2 separate regions of the Mus musculus genome follow, and region 1 is linked to region 2. A link is a contact called in public HiChIP or PLAC-seq data. All regions are on one chromosome and are shown on one strand. The core of a region is the stretch at or near the end of the contact, and the rest is flanking DNA. Distances in the headings are between cores, read along the strand shown.

What was found. HiChIP or PLAC-seq counts read pairs in DNA pulled down with a chosen protein or histone mark.
Region 1: a contact with region 2 is called in a FOXA1 HiChIP or PLAC-seq map of pancreatic cancer cells. The contact joins two enhancer-like sites. A contact is called at or near these places in 16 of 39 promoter capture datasets (the 3T3-L1 cell line, 3T3-L1-derived adipocytes, the HPC-7 cell line and 10 more), 2 of 484 Hi-C or Micro-C datasets (Th1 cells and cerebral cortex), 5 of 115 datasets of contacts at active chromatin or transcription factors (the HPC-7 cell line, SST interneurons, bone marrow-derived dendritic cells and 2 more) and 1 of 9 other capture datasets (embryonic stem cells).

Annotation. Positions count from the first base shown.
Region 1 is chr16:14,371,015-14,375,846 of GRCm38.p6, forward strand. All of the region lies in intron 1 of Abcc1 (ATP-binding cassette, sub-family C (CFTR/MRP), member 1), which reads left to right. Among named protein-coding and RNA genes, the nearest start is that of Abcc1, 12 kb to the left of the region's middle. Within about 2 kb of position 2,162, at least 112 of the 459 cell types and tissues checked have an H3K27ac peak or open chromatin away from gene starts, as enhancers often do. A contact at or near this core is called in pancreatic cancer cells, where this site is marked.
Region 2 is chr16:14,234,732-14,239,647 of GRCm38.p6, forward strand. Myh11 (myosin, heavy polypeptide 11, smooth muscle) reads right to left here. Exons shown (of 41, transcript NM_001161775.1): 9 at 4,665-4,808; 10 at 1,638-1,733. Among named protein-coding and RNA genes, the nearest start is that of Myh11, 54 kb to the right of the region's middle. Within about 2 kb of position 2,735, at least 10 of the 459 cell types and tissues checked have an H3K27ac peak or open chromatin away from gene starts, as enhancers often do. A contact at or near this core is called in pancreatic cancer cells, where this site is marked.

The sequences.
Region 1 (4,832 bases), core at 912-3,411, 140 kb after region 2:
TTGCTCTGGATACTGGGGATGTAGTCTTGAACAAGACAGGCTGGGTCCATGAACTCATGGGCTTTGTGCTAGGGATGCCCCCAAACAATTCCAAATCACAGTAAAGCACACAGAGACCTAAACCAGGAGGAACTAGGGTGGGTATAAACCACCTTAACAAGAAGTGACATTTGTCCCACTATTTTGGTGGTTGAACTGGCTCTGTCCCAGAAAGAGGGAAAACCCATGCCAGGGTCCTGAGGACCGTGATGTGGTTGGAGTAGCATAGAGTACAATGTACACACACACACACACACACACACACACACACACACATACACACACATACATATATACAGATTTTCATTTTATGTGTATGAGTCTGCATTGCATGCTTGTCTGGTGCCTGCAGAGGCAAGAGAGGACACTGGCTCCTCTGGAACTGTGGTTACAAGTGATTGTGAGCTGCCATGTGGTTCTTGGAATTGTTAATGTGAGTCCTCTGCCAGAGCAGCCTGGGCTTTTACTGCTGAGCCATATTTAGCTCTTACATATTTTTTGAGACAGAGTGCGGTCCAAACCAGCTTGGAACTTGATGTGTAGCAGAGGATGCTCTTGAACCCCTCACTTCCTGCATCTGCCTCTGAGTGCTGGGACTATAGGGGAGCACTAGTGGCTCAGGGTCTTCAGAGTGGGGGATGGGAATTGGCTTCACAAGCATGAGATGAATACTCTGCCAACTCAGCTCCATTCCCAGCTCTGTATTACTGCATTTTAGCTCAGAGGAGTTACAGGGCCAGTAGAAATCTCATTGAAGTCCTGCTTCAAGTTTTTCACAGATGCATGAAGCCTAATAGAAAGGGCCTGGAAATCCCAGGCCAGGGAGGAAGAAACACTTGTCCAGAGCGATCAGGGCCTTTGATCTGTATTGGAACAAATGGGTGTGCTGTGCTGCGGATGGAACCCAAGTGCACTCTGAGATGGACCTCAGCCCCAGTCCTCCTCGTGCTTAAATCAAGCTTGTACACTTTCCCCTCTTCTCATCCCCTGTCTCATCTGTGGCTCAGAACCTCTCGAGCGAGCCTGAGCTGGGATATCCCACTTTACAGCTGCCTTTTAGTCTTCAAACAGCTTTTAATGACCAACACAGGTTTTCCTTTTTTGGCTAGGTAGATTTTCTGCTGGCTTTTAGAAAACAACTTGAAAAATTTAACTACAGGTCCCCCCCCCCCACCTCCTTTTTTTTTTTAAACAGAGCCTCTAGCCCAGGCTGCTCTCAAACTCCCAATGTAGGCAAGGATGACCTTGAACTAACTGCCTTCACCCCCAAGTGTTAGGATTACAGGTAGGTTCTACTACATCTGTTGTTGGGGACCAAACCCTTTTGTGTATGCTAAGCACAGCACAGGGCCTCACACACAGCACACCACTGAGCTGTACCCTCAGGTCCCCTGACTTCCTTTTATAGTCAGTCCTGTGAGGGAATTTCAGAATTGGTCAAGGCCTATTAAGTCTGAATAGTGCTGTTTCTTTAAGAAAAAAAAAAAAAGTAATAAGAATATGAAGGGAAAAAGTCAGGTTTCAGTGTTCTTCCCTGCCCACTCCCTCTGAAGTGAGTGAGTGAGTGATGATGATGAGAAAGAGAGAGAGAGCACACATGCACAGTTTGTGTTTATGTGTGCACATTTTCTCTCTATATTTTTCATGCTGTAAATATTTTGTATCTTGTATCCTTCACTTAACCGTAAGAGGCAATATCCTTCTCTGTAGTCTGTGGAATTTGAAAGAACAAGGAAGTCACATTTCTTACCGAGCTTTCCTTTTTATCTGTGGAAAAGCTAAGAAGCCACGGTCTCACCCTGTTCCCTCTTGGTGACTGTCAGGGTCATTATCAGTCTTTCAGCTGGTTAATCAGCACTGGGGAGGGGATGGGGCTGTTGGGGGCCCGTGGGAACATTCCTGATCATGCTTTGTGAGCAGATACATGCATATGACTCAGCAGCGTGAGTTTCCCCACCAGAAGTTGCCTGCTTGAGAGATATTTACCTTTTGAAATTTGCTAGTTAATTACTAGGTCAATACAACAGTCACACTCCCACAAATGACCCCTCCAGCACTTACTAAACACCTATTATATTCAAGGCACATGAGTCTTGAGCAAGCTGGAAGCCTGTTGGAGCTGCTTTTCTGGATGTGAGAGGATTTTGCTCAGAGAAGTTAAACCTTGCATACCAGGGAGCTGAGATCAGGAGACCAAATGAGGGTGGTTGGGTCCCTTCCAGTTTTTCAAAGCTGTGTTTAAATACGAAGCGTCTTTTTTTTTTTTTTTTTTTTTTTAAATCATGTTATTTAAGAAGTAATTAACAGTTAGACAATATGGAAGGCTCTACTTACATCCTGTCCTCAGATGTCACTATGACCTCCCCCTCACTCATAAAGCTTCTAGTTGCAGCACAAAGTTTTCTGATTATAAAAATCACACATGCTCTGTAGTCAAACAAACCACACAGATGTGTTCATGAAGATGCTGTTCTTTTTTTTTTTTTTTTTTTTTTTTTTGGTTTTTCGAGACAGGCTGTCCTGGAACTCAGTTTGTAGACCAGGCTGGCCTCGAACTCAGAAATCCGCCTGCCTCTGCCTCCCAAGTGCTGGCGTGCGTCACTACGCCCGGCTCGTAGATGCTGTTCTATTGGACCAGCCTGTAGCCATGTCCTTCCACCTGCTTGTAAAATAGATCACATACTTAAGTCTACATAGATTATAATCTTTATTCTGCTGGTATTTTTGCCATCCACACAGATACATAGAATCTCACAAATCTTTTCCAGGCTTCAGAACTGTGATATGGACCATGCCTAGAGTTCCCTTTTATCTAATATGTATCCTTGTGCATGAGTCAAAATTACATAAATTTTAACCTTTAATATAAAGGCTGATTATTTTCAAGAAGTATATAGCTAGCCTTTTCTGAATGTAAGTGAATAAAAATTCCCATTTCTAGCTGGGTGTGGTGGTGCATACCTGTAATCGCAGGCTGAAACAGGAGGCTTAGGAGGTAGAGGCCAGTCACTGCGACACGACACTGTGGTAAACAACAACAAACAAAACAAAAACAACAACAATCCATTTGTTCAAATCCAAGTCAGTATCTCCCAGAGATCGGGGAGGCTGAGGCAGGAGGTTCACAAGTATGAGATCTGCTTGAATTACAAGGTGACTTCCGTGTCAGCCCAGGCAAATTAATGAGACCCTTTCTGGAAATTAGTGAAAGTAAGGCTATATGTCCTTATGTATCATGGTGGGTCTTTTTCCTGTTAATGTATACAATGTACTGGAGACCTTGGCCCTCTGTTTTTCCTGAGCATTGTAAAAATTCTTTCCTGGGCCATTGCATATTTATTTGTGTACTAACCCGTAAGGCTTAGCCTTCTCGTGTTTTGAGTGACCATGGTAGTTAGTTGCATTCCATTTTGTGGTATTTGCTGTTAAAAGAAATTCCCATCCTCACATGACCTTGTAACAACAACCTTCAGCCTCCACCACCACACTTCCTCGTACCTGTGGACTATAACTCATGTCATTATTGGCTGTGTTTTAACATTTAAGTCACAATAGTATTTTTTTCCTCCTTTGTTCCGCTTTTTTTTTTTTCCCTTTGAGAGCAAACATTGTACTGATGCTATGAACATAGGGCCTGTTGGCTTGTTTCCTTGGAAGCCATCCCTGAAGGAGAAGGAACAGCTCAGAACATTCAAAAGGGTTACACCCCAGCCTTTGCTTTTTTTTCAGAAAAGTGTTGGCTAGCTCAAAGTTCTAGCGTGGTCCAGGAATAGCTGCTGCTGTTGTTGTTGTCCTGTAGTGAGTGTGTGTGTGTTACTGGGTATTCCACTAAAGGCCTCATGCTTGCTGGGTAACGTGCTGTACTACTGGGCTATAGTCCATTCCTATTAGTGTTCTTAAGAGTCTGTTCTTAAAAGTAGACGAAGGGCTAGGGATGTAGCCTAGTTTGCTTGTTTAGCATTTACAAAGCCCTCGAGTCCATCTCCAGCACCAATTCTATACGCTGGGTATGGTGGTACAAGCCTGCACATCCTAGCATTCTGGAGACGGAGGCAGGAGGATCAGAAGTTTAAGATCGTCCTCTGCTACATAGTGAGTTCCAGACCATCCTGGGATTCTTGAGGTTTCATCTCAAAACAAAACACACAAAACAAAGACAAAGACAACACATACCTCTCCCTTAAACAAAACCCAACAGATAGATGAGGACAGGTAACTTAGCTAAGTGGTAGAATATTTGTCTAGCATTACAGAGGCAGTACAGACAAAACAAAATAGATGAAAAATGGCATAAACAGTGACAACTTCTCTCCTATCTGGTCCCTCTGACCAGCTTTGTAGGAGAAGAAGGCTGGGGACCAGTAGCCGACATGCAAGTAGTGAGTGTGAGTGTGAGTGTGTGTGAGTGTGAGTGTGTGTGTGTGTGTGTGTGTGTGTGTATGTGTCTGGGAAGGTGACCTTGTGGTTATAGTTAGGTTTGCACATCTTTCAGAGCTTTCATAAGGCTTCATTGATTTCTTTCTTTCTTTCTTTCTTTCTTTCTTTCTTTCTTTCTTTCTTTCTTTTTTTTTTTTTGGTTTTTCGAGACAGGGTTTCTCTGTATAGCCCTGGCTGTCCTGGAACTCACTTTGTAGACCAGGCTGGCCTAGAACTCAGAAATCCGCCTGCCTCTGCCTCCCGAGTGCTGGGATTAAAGGCGTTTGCCACCACGCCTGGCTCATTGATTTCTTAACATAGGATGTGTTCCATATCAGTATATCGGGTATTGCAGCTGTAATTCAACTAGTCTTTCC
Region 2 (4,916 bases), core at 1,485-3,984:
AAACAAAAGAAGAAAAAGGAAAACTAAAATGTATTCATATATGTCTAGTCAGGTCATAAACATGTGGCTCGTTATATCATTGTATATATTTCTGCATTTAAAAACTTATTTTCAAAAACATACAGAACCACGTCCCAGCTGCTTCCCACACACAAAGATTTGTCTATCACATGGGGGGGGGGTATGGGGTGCAGATAGTACTAAAGTTTGTGGGTCCTCCATTGCTTCACAAGCTATCTGTTCATGTCTCTGGATTCTCATGGAGAACTGGATCTTATTCATATGTCACATTTAGGGGTGGCGGGTTACTACACAATATATGTCCAATAGACTTGGCTCTGTGGGGCTGTACAGTGATATAATACAGAGTCTGTGGTGGCCCCAAAACTAGAAACCGGATATTTAGCTACTACTAAGAGTGATGGGAGCCAGGTGATCCTCTCAGAGACAGAAAATTTTGAGTATTTTCAAGAAAGATGGCCAGAATCAGTGGTGGGAAATCCAGAGGAGGGTAACCAGGGTTTTAATTTAAATAAGAATTTCAGAGAAATAACACTTTATAGTAGACTCTCTTTCTAAGGGTTTTATTTTTGTTTATGCATGTGTGTGAGTAAGCACACATGCATGTGGGTGCTAAAAAGAGTGATGGATATCTGAGAGCTGAAGTGACAGGCAGTTTTGAGGTTTCAAACCGGGGTGCTGAGAACTGCACTTGGGTCCTCTAGAAGAGCAACAAGTGCTCTGACCTCAGAGCCGCCTGCTCTGCCCAGGGAACACTCTTGTGGTGGAAAGTGTTATGGCTTGACTGAAAACTGGGTTCAGTTGGACCACCTGTGCTTTATCTGGGACCCTTCATTTGCAAGGAGCTTGAGGCCTGGCTCCTCACCAAGGCTGTACCATAAGAAGAACTGAGCTGGCTTTCTTTCTGCTGTGTCTTAAGGCCTGGCAGAGTGCAACTGCTTGGAAATGCTTATTCAATACATAAACCATTGGAGAGCTCAGAAGAGGTGACCCATGCGTGAGGGCCCATCTGGCTGGAACCACTGAGTTTCTGATTTTGTGCTGTAGGATCTGCAGCCATGAAACACTTGAAGGAAGAGGCAGAGACAGCAGAAAGCCCCCCCTAGGGATGGGGCATATGCCCAAGACTGAGTGAATGACTGGAACTGAGATGGTGCCAGCCCTATGCATGCTGATGCTTTCCTGTATAGAGACCTCTGATAAAGTTAACTTAAACAGGAGGTACCATGAGGAGCTAACAACAGGAATTAGGAATAAGTCAGGTAGCCAGCATGGTGAAGCGTACTTGCCATCCTAACACTTGGAGGCTGAAGAACTGGGAGTTCCAGGCCAGCCTGGGCTATCCACTGAGGCCTTGTCTCCAAAAGAAGTACTACTATTAAAGTAACAATTACAGTAACAACAAATGACATAATTGTAACAGTGTATTATAATAAAAGTCACACAAAGGTGGCTGTTCTCTGTCATACTCTCTCCTTGTGTTGACTTGTACTTTTAGACCACAGCTGACTGCCATGTGTAGCCATAGATAAGGAGGACATCTATACCACCAGTGCCTGAGTGTGACCTGCTTCTTTATTCCAGAAGCTATCATCACTGGGAAAAGTGACAAGTACCTGTGTTATCAGGCATGGATGCCTGGTCTGTGTTTCGCTCCTTCTTGAAGACAATGTTTCCAAGCTGAAGGACAGATGATACTACCTTCAAGATGGCTGAAGTAGGGAGAGAAGAGTGGATTGGTTAGTCAGTAGCAGCCAAAGTATTTTGAAAGCCATCAATCTAATCATCACTGGACACTAAGAGTCAAGCAGCGGCATCCCTCTGTAGACCGAGTTCTGAGTTCTCATGTCTGGACAAGATTGTCTGACTCCCTGACTTACAGAAGAAGATGCTCGAATGTGGGAAATGAGTATTGCCAGGAAGTTGCTGGAAAACCTTGTATCACATGGGATTTCTTTATGCAGCAGGGACTTGTAAGCTCCAGTCATGGGCCAAATATAGCTCACTGACTATTATACATGAAAGAATGAATGGATGGAGGATGGATGGTGGGTGGATGTAGGAGTGATGGAGGAGGATGGAGGATGGATGCATAGATGGATAAATGGATGGAGGATGGATACCTGAGCAGAGATGGATAAATGAATGAATGAAAGATGCATAAATGGATGGATTAAAGATGAATGGATAGAGTAAATGGGTGGATAAATAGAGGATGGATAGAGATGGGTAGGTAAAGAATATCTGGAGGAGCAGAGGGTGTGTTTGATGATTGCCAATAGACCTACTTGAACTGTGGAGTCAGTCACCAAGAAGTTATCATGTCCTAGTAACAAAGCCTAGAAACTCCATCTTCCTTTGGTCCCCAGGCCAAACCATGGGTTTTGTCTCCTTCACAGCAGATGACCTCATACCACAAGCCCAGACATAGTCAAGAGGAGAAAGATTCAGTTGCTAATGTACCAACCCACTCCCACCCCCACTCCTCTTCACTGTGAAGCTGTTACAGACAAGGCACTGCCAAGGGTGTTCTCTTTCCTACTAACACCCACAAAAGGAACTTTGTGAACTAGGATATGCTGGCCTAGAGGTGCTCAAAAGTACAACTCTAAGCTAGGTATTGCCAAAGTGCCTGCAGAGGGAGGGTGCGCCGTCTAACGCCAGCTCAGCCTTGCTGATTCAGTAGAAATTCTTGGGCAGAAAGCAGTCCAGTACATCCACAGATGTTTAGCAGCACCCCCATCACTCACCAGTAGATGGCAGCAGTGCCCACCTCTGCAGCTGGAAATGTTGGTTTATCTTGTGGGCATTGATTGTTGGCGTATTTCCCTACGTTCAGACAGATCTCATTGCTTAGCTCAGGCTGACCTTAAGATCAATCCTCCTGCCTCACCCTTCCAGGTGCTGTTTACAGGCATGTACCACCACAGAAGGCAATCGGGATAACCCTTGCTCCATTTGGTTCCTATATGTTCCATCACTGATTTAAGTCTTCCTTGATATTTTCTTTTTCTATTTTTGTTTTTGAAACAGGGTTTTTTATGTACATCCCTAGCTATCTTGGAACTTTCTTTGTAGACCACACTAGCCTCACACTCAGAGATCTGCCTGCCATTGCCTCCCAAGTGCTGGGATCAAAGGCGTGCATTACCACCACCTGGCTTTCTTCTGTTTTCATTTGTTTGCATTGTTGTTGTTATTTTGGTTTTGTTTTTCAGACAAATTTTCTCTGTGTAGCCCTGGCTGGCCTGGAACTCACAGAGAATCTTCTGACTCTGCTTGTGTGGTCCTGAGATTAAAGGTGTATGCCTCCATGAGTGGTTTGCTTGTTTAATTTTGTCTCTGAGACACGGTCTTAGTCTATACGCCTGTCTGCTTGAGCTTGCTATGTAGCTCCTAGAACTTTCTTTTTCTGGACCATAGGCTATTTATTCTATACGGACCAGCCTATCCTATAGTCCTCACTGTAGCAACTGGATATTTCTGGGACCCCAGAGGGTGTGGAAAGGGAGGCCAGTTTACCATAGTCCTGCCCTAGTTAATTCTGAATGCTGGAGTTGGTCTGAGCCAGAAGGAAGTGTCTCTGGAGCCACAGCACTGAAGCCAGCAGGGGGTGAATGGGCTCCAGAGCCAACTGTGGAATGATTATCATCAAGTATCAGTTCGTCAACACAGCTGAGTTCCCGGGAAGAGCCTTGCAGACCCTGCATCACCTTATTCAGGTCTGATGTGTCTGTGTTCAGCCCTAAGAGCCTGCTCTTAGCACCTATACCTCTCTGTCCTGTGTTCCTAACATCATAGGTAACCATGGAACGCACACACTCACCTAAGCCCACCAACACAAGCTAGTGAGATACCACTATTCAGGGCAATAATAGCGAGCCCCATCTACACTGTGGCTACAAACCCGAAGGCTGTAACAAACTGCATTTGTTGTCAAGAAAACTACAGCCTAATAGGTACTGTGGTGTTGAACAACGGAGGACCAGAAACCAGCTTTTAAGAGAAATTCTAAGTCCCGAGAACCTAGAACCTGCAGCCAGCATGTCTGAGTCTTCCAATGCTGGACTGATTGGTTTGATTTTGGGCTATCCTCCATAAGCTTATCGTCCCAGCTCTTGGTCCCCAGCTAATGATGCTATTTTGAAAGCCTTTAGGTAGGGCCTGGCCTGTGGAAATAGGTTTGTAGGGGCAGTTCCTTCCCACTCTGTTTCCTGCCTGCTGTGATTTAAGGAGCTCTGCTATATATTCCTGCTGCCATGGTCTGAACAGTTCTACCATGCCTTCCCTCCATGATGGAATGAGACCCTAGAGACCATGAGCCAAGATAAATCCTCCTTTCCTTAAGTTGTTCCTGTCCAGTGTCACCAGGGTAACAGAGATAACTAACACAGAGCGAATCACTTTTTTTTTTTTTCTTAAGCCAATTTGGGTCAGTTGCAACCAAAAGAGTCATGTGCCTAATAAGTCACATGTGGACGGATTCACTTTTCCTTCTCTTGGTCTTTCTTCTCTCCCTCTCTGCCTCCTTTCAGGAGGTAGGAAACCCAGAGAGTAGCCATGCATCCTGACGAGATGAGGGCCAGTAAGGAATCCCCCAGCATCACAAGTCCAGCTTACTAGATACAAGGTATGAAACTCACCTAGCTGTTCCTCTTCATTGAAGCCCATGATAGACATGGCTTCCAGTGTCTCCTGGAACATCTCATCATCTTGTGCAGCTGGGATGGGCACAAAGCCATTGGATAAAAATGTGTAGCTGTTGAAGCTCTCCAAAAGCAGGTCACCTACAAGAAAGGAGCAGAGTGAGCTGAACGTGGAGACACGCTTCCACCTTCAGTATGCCACAGGTCCTAGCATGGTCTGGGCCATTGTCATCTCTCCCTTTCTCAAGG